3 separate regions of the Pan troglodytes genome follow, and regions 1 and 3 are each linked to region 2. A link is a contact called in public HiChIP or PLAC-seq data. All regions are on one chromosome and are shown on one strand. The core of a region is the stretch at or near the end of the contact, and the rest is flanking DNA. Distances in the headings are between cores, read along the strand shown.

Region 1 (4,192 bases), core at 1,634-4,133, 190 kb before region 2:
CCGCACTCCCGCACTCCAGCCTGTGTGACATTGCAAGACCCCGTCTCAAGATATATAATAAAATTAAAATAAAATTAAAATAAAAGCAAGGCCATACATGATGACATACTTCACCCATACACATAGCCCTAACCTCATCTGCTATAATTAATTCTCCCTCCTACTCCATTAACAGCCACTCTGTTCTCTTTGTGGCTCCAAACACACCAGCCATACTCCCACCTAAGGGCGATTGCCCTGGCTTCTTCCTCTGCCTGAACACTCTTCCCCAGATATCCACCTGGGTTGCTCTTTCACTTCCTTCGGTCTCTGCTTAAACATCAGCTTATGAGAATGACCTTCTCTTATCATCCTATAGGAAAAACCTCCTCCCCAACCCTTACACTCTGAATTATTTTTCTCTATAGCCCTTACCACTCCCCAGCTAGCAAGTTATAAGCTCCATGACCACAGGGACTTTTATTTATTGTTATATTCCAGCAGGACCACAATGTCTGGCACTCAAATATCTGCTGAATGAATGAAGCTGAAACGTCACTTTTACCAAAACAAAATTCCTACTAAGCATACTGAACAGGAGAAAAAGATTTTACTCCCCAGACTTCAAGTGTTAAATGGAGTAGTCATACAGGCAAAGAAAAGGTGGGAGGATTACGGAGGGGGAGGAGAAGCAGCATAACTCTTTAAACAAAAGGGTCTATCGGTTTAAGTTATCAATGCCAGATACGTCACAAGTACATCTTAACAGCCTCGCTCTGTATCCTAGACATACTGAACCCCAATTTTCAATTCAATTGCATTAAAAACTCACTTCACCTAAGCAAGACCAGGAAGAGACCTTCCAACTGCCAAGAACCTTCTTAAGTCCATAGGCATTCAGTTACGCCAGAGCATTAAAGTAAGTCTGGTACGCCTTTATACTGAATCTACCTGAACATAACAGCAATCTTTTTTAAAAAGGAGTCTGTGGAATATCTCTTAAAAGAAACACAAGAAGCCAGTTATCCCGTGGGTAGCTGGTGGACAGGAAGGACGAGATAATTTTTTTTTTTTTTTTTTTTTTTGAGATGGAGTCTTGCTCTGTCACCCACGCTGGAGAGCAATGGCGCAGTCTCGGCTCACTGCAACCTCCGCCCCCCGGGTTCAAGCAATTCTCCTGCCTCAGCCTCCTGAGTAGCTGGGACTACAGGAACTCTCCGCCACGGCCGGCTAATTTTTGTATTTTTAGTAGGGGCGGCATTTCGCCATGTTGGTCAGGCTCGTCTCGATTTCCTTACCTCAGGTGATCCGCCCGCCTCGGCCTCCCAAAGTGCTGGGATTACAAGCTTGAGCCGCCGCGCCCGGCCGAGAATTTTCTATATACTTTTTGTAACTTTTGAATATAGAACCATGTCAATATTCTAGTCAATGGTAAAGTAAATTAAAACTAGACCAAGAAGCTGGGTGTGATGGCTCACGCCTGTAATCCCAACACTTTGGGACACCGAGGCGGGAGGATCGCTTGAGCCCAAGAGTTCGAGATCTGTCAGGGCAACACAACGAGACCCCCATCTCTACAACAATTTTTTTTTTAATTTAGCGGGACGTGGTGGCGCGGGAGTGTAGTTCCAGCTACTTGGGAGGCTGAAGCCGGAGATTCGCTTGAGCCCAGGAGGTCCAGGATGCAGTAGGTCGTGATCGCGCGGCTGCATCACAGCCTGGGCGACGGAGCGAGCCCCCACTCAAAAATTAAAAAATAAAAACGACGAGAGGCCAGACGTGGTGGCTCACTCCTGTAATCCCAACACTTTGGGTGGCCGAGGCAGGAGGATCGCTTGAGCTCAGGAGTTCAGACCAGCTTAGGTAACACAGACCCATTGCAAAAAAAGAACAATAATAAACAACAAGGGAGCGAGGAGGCAAGAAAATGGTGCAAATTTACCCGGATGTCAACAGGGGGCGGGGCCGAGCGCTGCTACCGAAGATGCCAAGATGGACGCCAGGCAGCCAGGAGAAAGACCCCAACCCCACCCGCGCAGGTATCCGCGAGGCCCCGCGCTCAGCCTCCTCACCCCCGCTATCCGCGGCCTCCGGGTCCTCCTCCGCCTTCCGCTTGAGCTTCTGGGAGGAGGGGCTCACCGGCGCGTCCCCCAGCAGGTACTTATGCTCCTGGCCCCGCAGGTGCTTGAGGTAGCGGTCCTTCAGGGACTGCCACGAGTGCTGCGTGAGCGAGCTCTTCTCCATCGCTTTCCACAAGGCGTTACCGGTGACGGAGCTGGGCGAGCGGGCATTTTCCTTCACGTAGGTAAGGATGGCTACGTCGTCCGCATCCGTGAAGGCGATCCGCCCCGCGAGCCGCTGCGGCTCCGGCTCCGCGGCGCCCTCGGCCAGGGCTCCGGGCTTTGCTTCCGAGCCGGTGTCCGCCGCCGAGGCGGGGCCCAGCCGATAGGCCTCCAGCTCCAGCCTCTCGTTGCGCTCCACGCAGTCCAGGATGTACTGCGTGGAGATGAAATCACCCGAGGCCTCGGCCAGCGCCTCCCCGGGCTGGGCCAGCAGCACGGCCCCGGGCTCCTGCACTCGGCACACGGTGCCGCCGCCGTGCAGGATGAGCGTCGACAGCCGACGCTTGGCCGGGCTGGGCCGCACGTAGAAGGACATGGAGCTGCCGTCGTCCCTCACGAACAGAGTCGAGGAATGGGTGGGCCCGTTGGGGTCTTTGCCCAAATCCATCGCCTCCGCCATGTCTGACGCCGAGCACTACTAGAAGAGCTGCCCCCTCGCGAGCGCCTGGCACACAGAGCTCAACTGACTGAGCTGTCACCGCAGACGCCTCTGCCGCGAAGCGCAGCACTGGGCCTGCGCAGCAGCTGCCGCGGCGCATCGAGAGTGCCCGCCCCCTCTCCCCCGGAAGAGGTGGGGCTTCGCACCTTGACCTGGAAATTAATGTACTATCCTCCTTACTTTTGGGTCGGGCCCTCCGGGAAGATGGCGGCCGTGCAGGCGGCCGAGGTGAAAGTGGATGGCAGCGAGCCGAAACTGAGCAAGAAGTGAGTGTCGCTGCGAGTCTTTAAAGCCTTTGCGGTAGGAGAGTCTGGGCTGGGAAGCGCCGCGAGGTTCCCACCAAGGCTGCTGTGCCGGGGCCTTCTTGCCGGCTCTCGTGGGTACGCACATGCTGAGACGTGGTGGCTGCGCCCTGCAGACCACGTACCCCGGGATACCCCGGGCACGCCGGCTCCCCGTTCCCGGCTGGCACCGGCGGGATGCTCCCTATCATACTCCTAGAGTTAAGAGACTGTGGAGGAGGAACTGGGACGAGAACTAAGAGTTATCAGAAAAGAAAAGCGAAACTTCCTGCTTAGCTTCATCGTCCTTTCTGAGAAATGCATTCTTTTGTTGAGCCACTCAGTAAACGTGGAAGTTGGAGAAATGTTAAATACCCTAGCTTTTCAGAAAGACCTTCAAAATTTTCTGGGCCTCACTAAGGTCATTCTGAACGTTATGTATTAAAAGGGATCAGTTCTAAAACTGTCATGCATCTACCCGTATGGGTTATTCAATAGATACCTGTGAGTATTAAGTGATCAACGTCTAACAGTAGAGACCATCTTAATTCAGCCTGATATCTTTGTTAACCACTCCCAAATCCCTGGAGTATGTAGGTTAACATAGATAAGTCAGGATTAGCCACCCTTTAACTGGCTGTCTTATATTCTCATTAGCGTTCCCCATTTGAACCACAGAACACAGGTAATTGAGTGTTTTATCATTGCTAGGAAGATGGTACATAGTACCATTCCAGAGGCATACGAGAGGGCTTAATCCCCGTGGCGCGCACTTGTTATCCCAGCTACTCGGGAGACTGAGGCGGGAGAATCGCTTTAACCCGGGAGGCGGAGGTTGCAGTGTGCTGAAGTCGTGCCACTGCACTCCAGCCTGGGAGACTTGAGGTAGCGGTCTCGGTCCTTCAGGGACTGCAAGAAGTGCTGCGTGAGCGAGCCCTTCTCCATCGCTTTCCCCAAGGCGTTACTGAGACAGAGCCAGACCCTGAATGAAAAAGAAAAGAGAAATGATGTTTCCTTTTTTTTTTTTTAAGATGGAGTCTCGCTCTGTCGCCAGGCTGGAGTGCAGTGGCGCGATCTTGGCTCACTGCAACCTTCGCTGCCAGGGTTCAAGCGATTCTCCTGCCTCAGCCTCCCGAGTAGCTGGGATTACA
Region 2 (4,254 bases), core at 1,546-4,045:
ACACCCGGCTAATTTTTGTATTTTTAGTAGAGACAGTCTTCACCATGTTGGCCAGGTTGGCCTCCAACTCCTGACCTGGTGATCCACCCACCTTGGCCTCCCAAAGTGTTGGGATTTCAGGCGTGAGCCACTGTGCTCGGTAGAATTTCTTATTTCTATCTTTTTCTTCTTGTTCTATTTATTTTTCTTTTCCTTTCTTTATTATGATTAATTTGGTGGAGCAACGCCATTTATTTCCAGGGCCAGCATTGGATATAGCACAATTATGGAAAAAGGCTGTCAGCCACTGTCACAAAAAAATCCTACAGAATCTGAAATGCCAACAAGAAGTCTAGCTGCGCCAGAAAATACCTGTGAATCACAGGTTTTTCCATTTCAACTTATATGACAAAAAGTTTCAGCTTTAATTATTTACTAAATTCCTGAGCCATCTTTAAATTCTTTTGGGGTTTTTTGTTTGTTTATTTGTGTGTTTGTTTTTTGAGACAGCGCCTTCTTCTGTTGCCCAGGCTGGAGTACAATGGAGCAATGATAGCTCACTGCAGCCTTGACCTCTGGGGCTCAAGGGATCCTCCCACCTCAGCCTCTGGAGTTAGCTGGGACTATAGGTGTGTGCCACTACACCCGACTAATTTTTGAATTTTTAGTAGAGACAAGGTTTCCCTATGTTGCCCAGGCTGGTCTCAAACTCCTGGGCTCAAGCAATCCTCCAGGCTTGGCCTCCCAAAAGTGTTGGGTTTACAGGCATGAGCCACCTTGCTTGGCAGATTGGTGAATTGGTCACTTTTTAAAAAGATTTTAAAAGGTATGATTTATGTAGCATAAAATTCATTTATTTTAACTGTACAATTCAATGATTTTTAAAGAAGTTTTCAGGCTGGGCACGGTGGCTCACGCCTGTAATCCCAGCACTTTGGGAGGCCAAGGTAGATGGATCACCTGAAGTCAGGAGTTTGAGGCAAACCTGACCAATATGGTGAAATCCCATCTCTGCTAAAAATACAAAAATTACCTGGGCATGGTGGCACGGAGCTATAATCCCAGCTACTTGGGAGGCTGAGGCAGGAGAATTGCTTGAACCTGGGAGGCGAAGGTTGCAGTGAGCCGAGATTGCGCCACTCCACTCCACTCCAGCCTGGACGACAGAAGAAGACTGCGTCTCAAAAAAAAAAAAAAAAAAAAAAAAATTACCAGTCAGGTGCAGTGGCTCACGCCTGTAATCCCAGCACTTTGGGAGGCCAAGGCAGGTGGATCGCTTGAGGTCAGGAACGAGACCAACATGGATAACATGGCAAAACCCTATCTCTACTCAAAATACAAAAATTAGCTGGGCCTGGTGGCACGCACCTGGAATCCCAGCTACTGGGGAGGCTGAGGCAGGAGAATCGCTTGAACCAGGGAGGCGGAGGTTGCGGTGAGCTGAGATTTCGCCACTGCACTCCAGCCTGGGCAACAAAGTGAGACTCTGTCTCAAAACCAACCAACCAAACAAACAAAAACATTATTATTCGTCACAAGCCTCTTCATCACCTGGAACCTTGTGGACATTACTTATCCTTGATAACTTCCCTTCCAGAACACTATTGTTAATGGCTGCTATGGTCTGAACGTGTTGCCCCAAATTCATGTCCTGAAACTTCGTGGGAATGTGATAGTACTGAGAGGAGGGGCCTTTAGGAGACGATTAAGTCAGAAGAGTGGAGCCCCCGTTATGGGATTAAGACCCCTATAAAAGGGATTTGGAGAGTGGGCTCCCTTTGTTACCATGTGAGGACGCCCGGGCGGTGCTATCAGTGAGGAACGGGCCGTCCTTAGACATGGAACCTGCTGCGACCTTGATCTTGGACCTCCCAGCTTCCAGAACTGTGAGAAAATAAATTTCTGTTCTTAATAAATTGCCCACTCTCAGGTACTTTGTTACAGCAGTGCAAACAAACTGAACATTAGCTTATTCCTTTTTACGATTTCTCTGCCTTCATTTTAACAGGCTTTCTGAAGGGAGGTGAGACAAAAATGTGTGATCCACGAGGACAGGAAATCGAGACCATCCTGGCTAACACGATGAAACCCCGCCTCTACTAGAAATACAAAAAATTAGCCGGGCGTGGTGGCGGGCGCCTGTAGTCCCAGCTACTCGGGAGGCTGAGGCAGGAGAATGGTGTGAACCCGGGGGGCAGAGCTTGCAGTGAGCAGAGATCGCGCGGCCGCACTCCAGCCTGGGTCACAGAGGGAGACTCCGTCTCGGAAAAAAGAAAAAAGTGTGATCTAATTTTATTGCTCTGAACCGAATCTCTGTACATTTTATTTTATTTAAAACTAAGTCGAGCTCTATAGAGGCTACATAGCCTCCCTCCCATTCTGGTTCCACACCAGCCTTTGCATGGGCTCTTTCTACTATCAGCTTTAAATAGAGAACCTTCTTGTTCTGTTCATGAAGGTTTCATAAATGCTGGAGTCCAGTCATAACTAGAACTTTACATATCCGTTCCATCACTGTATTTTTCCAGATCCCTGGTAACTCCATAGCGCGGCTCTGTTGGGGCGCATGCAATTCCCTACTTTCTCACAGGGGGCGCTGCAGAGAAGGGCAGAGCAGAGCGCGCGGTCCCAGAGCGCGCCGTCCAGGAGGGGGCGCGTCCGTGGGGCCGTGTCTCTGCGAGCCCTGCGCAACGTTGGGGGCGGGAACAACCCTGGCCCTGCGCCCGAGCGCTGCGGCGCCTTGTGATTGGAGGAGGCAACGGTCACTTGGCAGCGCCGTTGGGATTGGGGGAAGAGGACCCCGGCTGGAGGTGACGCTGAGGCGGCGAGGGTGAGTCGGCGCCGGCCGCTGCCGCACTTCGGGCGCTCGTCCCTCATTTCTCTGTGGTGAATGGCGACGGGATGGAGCGCGAGGGGAGCGGCGGCAGCGGCGGGTCGGCCGGGCTCCTGCAGCAGATCCTGAGCCTGAAGGTTGTGCCGCGGGTGGGCAACGGGACCCTGTGCCCCAATTCTACTTCCCTCTGCTCCTTCCCAGGTACGGCCCGCCCCGCGCCTGCGCACTGCGCGCCCCGCCGTCGCCTCTGCCGGGCTGTGGGCGCCCCGAGTCTGGGCGGGGTCCCGGGTGCGCAGCCTGCTGGCGGCGTGGGCGCTGTCCTCCGGGAGGGGGGCCGTGCTGCTCGCCGGGAGCCCCTTTCCCCATCACTTCTTCGGCGGTCCCTGGGGCGGAGCCCCGGAGTCCCGCTGGGCGTGAGATGCGGAGAGCGGCCGCAGGTGGGCCCGGGGCTGGAGGGCGCTCGGCCGCCACCCGAGCGGGTCTTGGCCTTGAGCTTGCGAGCGCCTCAGGTTCAGAGCTGCACCCCACGAGCCCGGGAGGCGGTGGTCCCCGCCCTGCCTGGGTTGCCCCACGGCGCCCGGCCTCCTTCGAGGGGTCTCGGAGCGGCCCGACCGGGCTGAGGAGTCAGAGCTCGCGCTCCCCTTGCCCGGGGGCTGCAGCCCGGCCCCTCCGCGCAGGCGCTCGTTCGCTGATCGCGGGCGCCTGGGGCTAAATCCTCCCCCTCCGAGACCCGCTCCGCTTTCTAGGAATCTTTCCCAGACCTGGTGCCACCTGTTGCTGGGTCTCCCACTAAGCCTTCGAGATCTTTGGCACACCTTCCTTTGAACTCTTTCTCCCCGCTGCGGCTTGAGCTGGGCCTGCTAGGAGGGTTGCTCAGAATTCTAATGCCAGGAAGAGCGCTCCGTGCCCTGAAAGCTGGAGGGAGGAGAGAGGACTTCACCTGGGAAGGAGGAGAAAAGCCTTGAGGGGGGGCACAGTTATTTGTGTGGTCCTTGAAAGGCAAGAAGACTGGGGCCCGTGGCCCTGAAAGGGGAGTTGGGGCTCCCAGCAGAGAGAACTGAGATCTTCGTAAACAATGAGGGACCAGAGCAGAGGGAAGGAGGACGAGATTCCAGACTCTAGTTCCAAACAAGGCACCTGTGATTTCTCATCCCCTGGGCAGCGACTGCCAGGCGCCGTTCAGCGGACACCTGGGACTTGCAGTGTTATGTGCCCAGGGATTTTCCCGGACGGGATTGTGAAGTAGCAGGTAAGGTCATCAGGCAGGTTGGGGTCAGATGCAGATGTTCGCTTGTGGTCATGCCTGAAATGAGAATCTGGCAGCTCACGTTATTTCAGAAGGTGCTGGGATCACTTTTGACAGTGATATCAAAAAATTGATGGTATTCTGCTCTCTTTTTCTCTCTCTCTATATATAACCACATGTATTACATACGTATCAC
Region 3 (4,168 bases), core at 835-3,334, 160 kb before region 2:
CTCCATCTCAAAAAAAAAAAAAGTACTGAGAAGTCATTCACTGAAGTATTATTTAAGCAGTAAATGTGTAGTAGTCACAAATCTGACACCAGATTTGCAGTTTGAAAAGATTAGTCTTGCTGCTCTGTGGAAAATGAATTGGAGTTAAGCAAGAAAAGGTGGAAGTTCAGAGATGAGTGTAGCAATCCAAGAGGAATACGATAGTGGCTTTTACTAGCGTATTGGCATGCAAGTGGAGAGAAATGGATGGATTCAAGAGATAGGAAGTAAGATCAACAGGACTTGGTAATGGATTGCACTGAGGGGATTAAGGGAAGGGAGATAACAAGGAACATGACTCACTTTTTAGTTACGCAACTAGATTGCTAGTAATACCAATCCCTGAGATAAAGAACCCTAGAAAAAGGTCTTTGATACCCCTTACCCCCACTGGAATATTTCTTAAAAGACAGAAGAGGCAGTCACTTGCAGATTAAAGATATTGGAGAGGAATGAGGAGCAAAGTCTTTGGCCTTGGAGGAGGGCCATGTCCCATTTCCTTTGAACTAGAGAGAAGGATGGGGTTGAGCAAGTTGCATAAATTTTTGAGGGGTAGCAAAGAAAAATGAATTCTTTCATTTTTAGTAATAGAGGCATTCAGTTACTGGGTGACAAAGGCCCCTGAAGTATCCAGGCAGCTATATTACTTATTCCCGGCAATCCAAAGGTTTTTAGACCTGTTCTGTCCACTACACTGTAGTAGTACTGTACTACAGTAGCCACTAGCCACATGTGACTATCCAGCATCTGAAATGTGGCTGATCCAAATTGGGATGTATTCTAAGTGTAACACACACCAGATTTCTTAAACTTCACATTAAAAACAGAACAGAACATAAGTATTTTTTAAAATATTGAGACTGGGCAGCCAGGTGCGGTGGCTCACGCCTGTAATCCAGCACTTTGGGAGGCCGAGGCGGGCAGATCACGAGGTCAGGAGATCGAGACCATCCTGGCTAACATGGTGAAACCCCGTATCTACTAAAAATACAAAAATTAGCCTGACGTGGTGGCGGGCACCTGTAGTCCCAGCTACTCGGGAGGCTGAGGCAGGAGAATGGCGCGAACCTGGGAGGCGGAGCTTGCAGTGAGCAGAGATTGCGCCACTGTACTCCAGCCTGGGTGCCAGAGCGAGACTCCGTATCAAAAAAAAAAAAAAAAAAAAAAAAAAAAAAAAAAAAATATATATATATATATATATATATATATATATATATATATATATGAGAGAGAGAGACAGACAGACCCCGGGCATCGTGACTCACGCCTGTAATCCCAGCACTCTGGGAGGTTGAGGCGGGCGGATCACTTGAGGTCAGGAGTTCGAGACCAGCCTGGTAACATGGCGAAACCCCGTCTCTACTAAAAATAACAAAAATTAGCCGGGTGTGATGGCGGGCGCCTGTAATCCCAGCTACTTGGGAGGCTGAGGCAGGAGAATCGCTTGAAGCCAGGAGGCGGAGGTTGCAGTGCGCCGAAATTGCGCCGCTTCCAGCCTGGGCGACAAAGCGAGACTCCATCTCAAAAAATTTTTTGATTATATGTTGAAATAATACTATTTGGGATGTATGGGTTAAATAAAATATATATGATTGTTTCTATTTTGACTTTTTTAATGAGGCTACTGGAAATTTTTAAATTACGTATATGGTTCGAATTATATATCTATTGGACAGTGATGTTACAGATAGAAATACAGCATAGTCAGGAGAATCGCTTGAACCGGGAGGCGAAGGTTGCAGTGAGCCGAGATCGCGCGTCTACACTCCAGCCTGAGCAACAGAGCAAGACTCCGTCTCAAAAAAAAAAAGAAAAAGAAAAAAATTCAGCCGAGTGCTGCAAGATACGTCATTCTAGTTGAAGGCATATCTAAGCCAATAAGCGGCTCCCATCATCCGGTTTCACGCCTCTCTAAGACGCAGCCAGGGCTGCGGGACTTGAAGCGCGGGAATCTCGGCCCTGGCACCGACTCCCCCGAAAAACTACAAGGCCCGGCATGCCCTGCACGCCTCTGGGAGCGGGAGCCGGAAGGAACCGGCGCTTTGTGACGTCACGTCCGCCTTACCGGCGGATTAAGCTCGCTTTCTTCTAGGCGCGTGTCCTGAAGGTGGGAGGGGAGCGTCCGCGAGGCGCTGGGGCGACGGGGCAGGTTTATCCGGGCTAACTTTGCCGAGTCTGTTTTTGAGGGAAGAGGTTGTGAGGATCGTATCTTCCGGGACGCGTTTCACGTGGGAAGGCGCTCCACGCCTTGAACTGTCAGCAGCCGGCGCCTGAAGAGCTCCTGCCGCGGGCGGGCGCGGGGCCTCTGGCCTGGCAGCCGCAGGACCCAATGGATCAGGCGCTCACGCTGTTGTCACTGCATGGCTTCAGTGCCTTGCCTGGCACCTCCTATCCTGTAACTGGCCGACTCGGGGTCCCACCCAGGCTTCTCCAGCGGCCGGGAAGGGGCTCTGCTTCCGGAAGTGTTTAGGAAGGGAGCCAGCGTAAAGCAGGAGTCCCTTCCTCCAAGCATCGCTGAAGCCTTTTCTCCCCTGGCAGCCGACTTCTTTTTCTTTGGAAAGGACGTCAGGTTTTTTAGCTTGTTGAAACTGTTCAGAGATGCGGTCTTGTGGGCAAATAAATGCCTGTTTAGCTGAGCTGTTATTTTCAGCTAAGAAGTTCTTCAAGTTTTCAAGATCTAGGAGGGGGTGTAGGCTCGAATTATAATGGACCCAGTGTAGCAAAACATTTATTCGTTTAAACAATTGTGCATGCTCATTCAGACGCACTACCTGAGTGAGATGATGCCGTTCTGGGCTGCTTCATCTTAAAGAGAGTCACTGTTTCTTCTGGCAACTTCTACCTGCCTTGCCTATCGAGGTTTGTGAATTGCACCTCTGGTTTAATTTCAGGTCGATGGCCAGGTGGTCTTCATAAACTATACTGCCTTGTGATGCCTCCCTAGAAATGAGAGGTGAGTCCTTTCCAAACGAGGATTCTAGGATCTCATGCTTTCTTTTCTTGACAAGGCTTGCCCTGGCCCTCTGACTTTCAAGTCACAGGGTCTCACTTCCTGCAGATTTTTGTTTTAAATCACTGTGGTCTGATTTACCAGTAGCATTCACTACAGTAGCGAGCCTGCACGTTGCGCTGCAGGGGATTCATAACAATACCATCTTTCGGTGTCGGCTGGGCTGGTCTCCAGCTCCTAACCGCGAGTGATCCGCCAGCCTCTGCCTCCCGAGGTGCCGGGATTGCAGACGGAGTCTCGTTAACTCAGTGCTCAATGGCGCCCAGGCTGGAGTGCAGTGGCGTGATCTCGGCTCGCTACAACCACCTCCCAGCCGCCTGCCTTGGCCTCCCTAAGTGCCGAGATTGCAGCCTCTGCCTGGCAGCCACCCCGTCTGGGAAGTGAGGAGCGTCTCCGCCTGACCACCCATCGTCTGGGATGTGAGGAGCCCCTCTGCCTGGCTGCCCAGTCTGGAAAGTGAGGAGCGTCTCTGCCCGGCCGCCATCCCATCTAGGAAGTGAGGAGCGTCTCTGCCCGGCCGCCATCCCATCTAGGAAGTGAGGAGCGCCTCTTCCCGGCCGCCATCACATCTGGGAAGTGAGGAGCGTCTCTGCCCGGCCGCCCATCGTCTGAGATGTGGGGAGCACCTCTGCCCTGCCGCCCCGTCCGGGATGTGAGGAGCGTCTCTGCCCGGCCGCCCTGTCTGAGAAGTGAGGAGACCCTCTGCCTGGCAACCGCCCCGTCTGAGAAGTGAGGAGCCCCTCCGCCCGGCAGCCACCCCGTCTGAGAAGTGAGGAGCGTCCTCCCTCCTCGTCCGGGAGGGAGGTGGGGGGGTCAGCCCCCCGCCCGGCCAGCCGCCCCGTCCGGGAGGTGAGGGGCGCCTCTGCCTGGCCGCCCCTACTGGGATGTGAGGAGCCCCTCTGCCCGGCCAGCCGCCTCGTCCGGGAGGGAGGTGGGGGGGGTCAGCCCCCCGCCTGGCCAGCTGCCCCGTCCGGGAGGCGAGGGGTGCCTCTGCCCGGCCGCCCCTACTGGGAAGTGAGGAGCCCCTCTGCCCGGCCAGCCGCCCCGTCCGGGAGGGAGGTGGGGGGGTCAGCCCCCCGCCCGGCCAGCCGCCCCATCCGGGAGGGAGGTGGGGGGGTC

Evidence for each region. HiChIP or PLAC-seq counts read pairs in DNA pulled down with a chosen protein or histone mark.
Region 1: a contact with region 2 is called in an H3K4me3 HiChIP or PLAC-seq map of stem cell-derived excitatory neurons, with 2.4 times the contacts expected there. The contact joins the promoter of KARS1 here to the promoter of TMEM170A in region 2. A contact is called at or near these places in 1 of 7 Hi-C or Micro-C datasets (stem cell-derived neural progenitor cells) and 1 of 1 datasets of contacts at active chromatin or transcription factors (stem cell-derived excitatory neurons).
Region 3: an H3K4me3 HiChIP or PLAC-seq map of stem cell-derived excitatory neurons shows a contact between it and region 2, with 4 times the contacts expected there. The contact joins the promoter of ADAT1 here to the promoter of TMEM170A in region 2. A contact is called at or near these places in 1 of 7 Hi-C or Micro-C datasets (stem cell-derived neural progenitor cells) and 1 of 1 datasets of contacts at active chromatin or transcription factors (stem cell-derived excitatory neurons).

What each region holds. Positions count from the first base shown.
Region 1 is chr18:73,760,005-73,764,196 of NHGRI_mPanTro3-v2.0_pri, reverse strand. KARS1 (lysyl-tRNA synthetase 1) reads left to right here and starts at 2,883. Exons shown (of 14, transcript XM_511115.6): 1 at 2,883-3,026. The coding sequence starts at 2,923. It overlaps TERF2IP (TERF2 interacting protein), which reads right to left and starts at 2,795. Exons shown (of 3, transcript NM_001280213.1): 1 at 2,052-2,795. The coding sequence starts at 2,721.
Region 2 is chr18:73,573,075-73,577,328 of NHGRI_mPanTro3-v2.0_pri, reverse strand. It overlaps TMEM170A (transmembrane protein 170A), which reads left to right and starts at 2,795. Exons shown (of 3, transcript NM_001251955.3): 1 at 2,795-3,013. The coding sequence starts at 2,881.
Region 3 is chr18:73,734,758-73,738,925 of NHGRI_mPanTro3-v2.0_pri, reverse strand. ADAT1 (adenosine deaminase tRNA specific 1) reads left to right here and starts at 2,084. Exons shown (of 9, transcript XM_063797444.1): 1 at 2,084-3,818.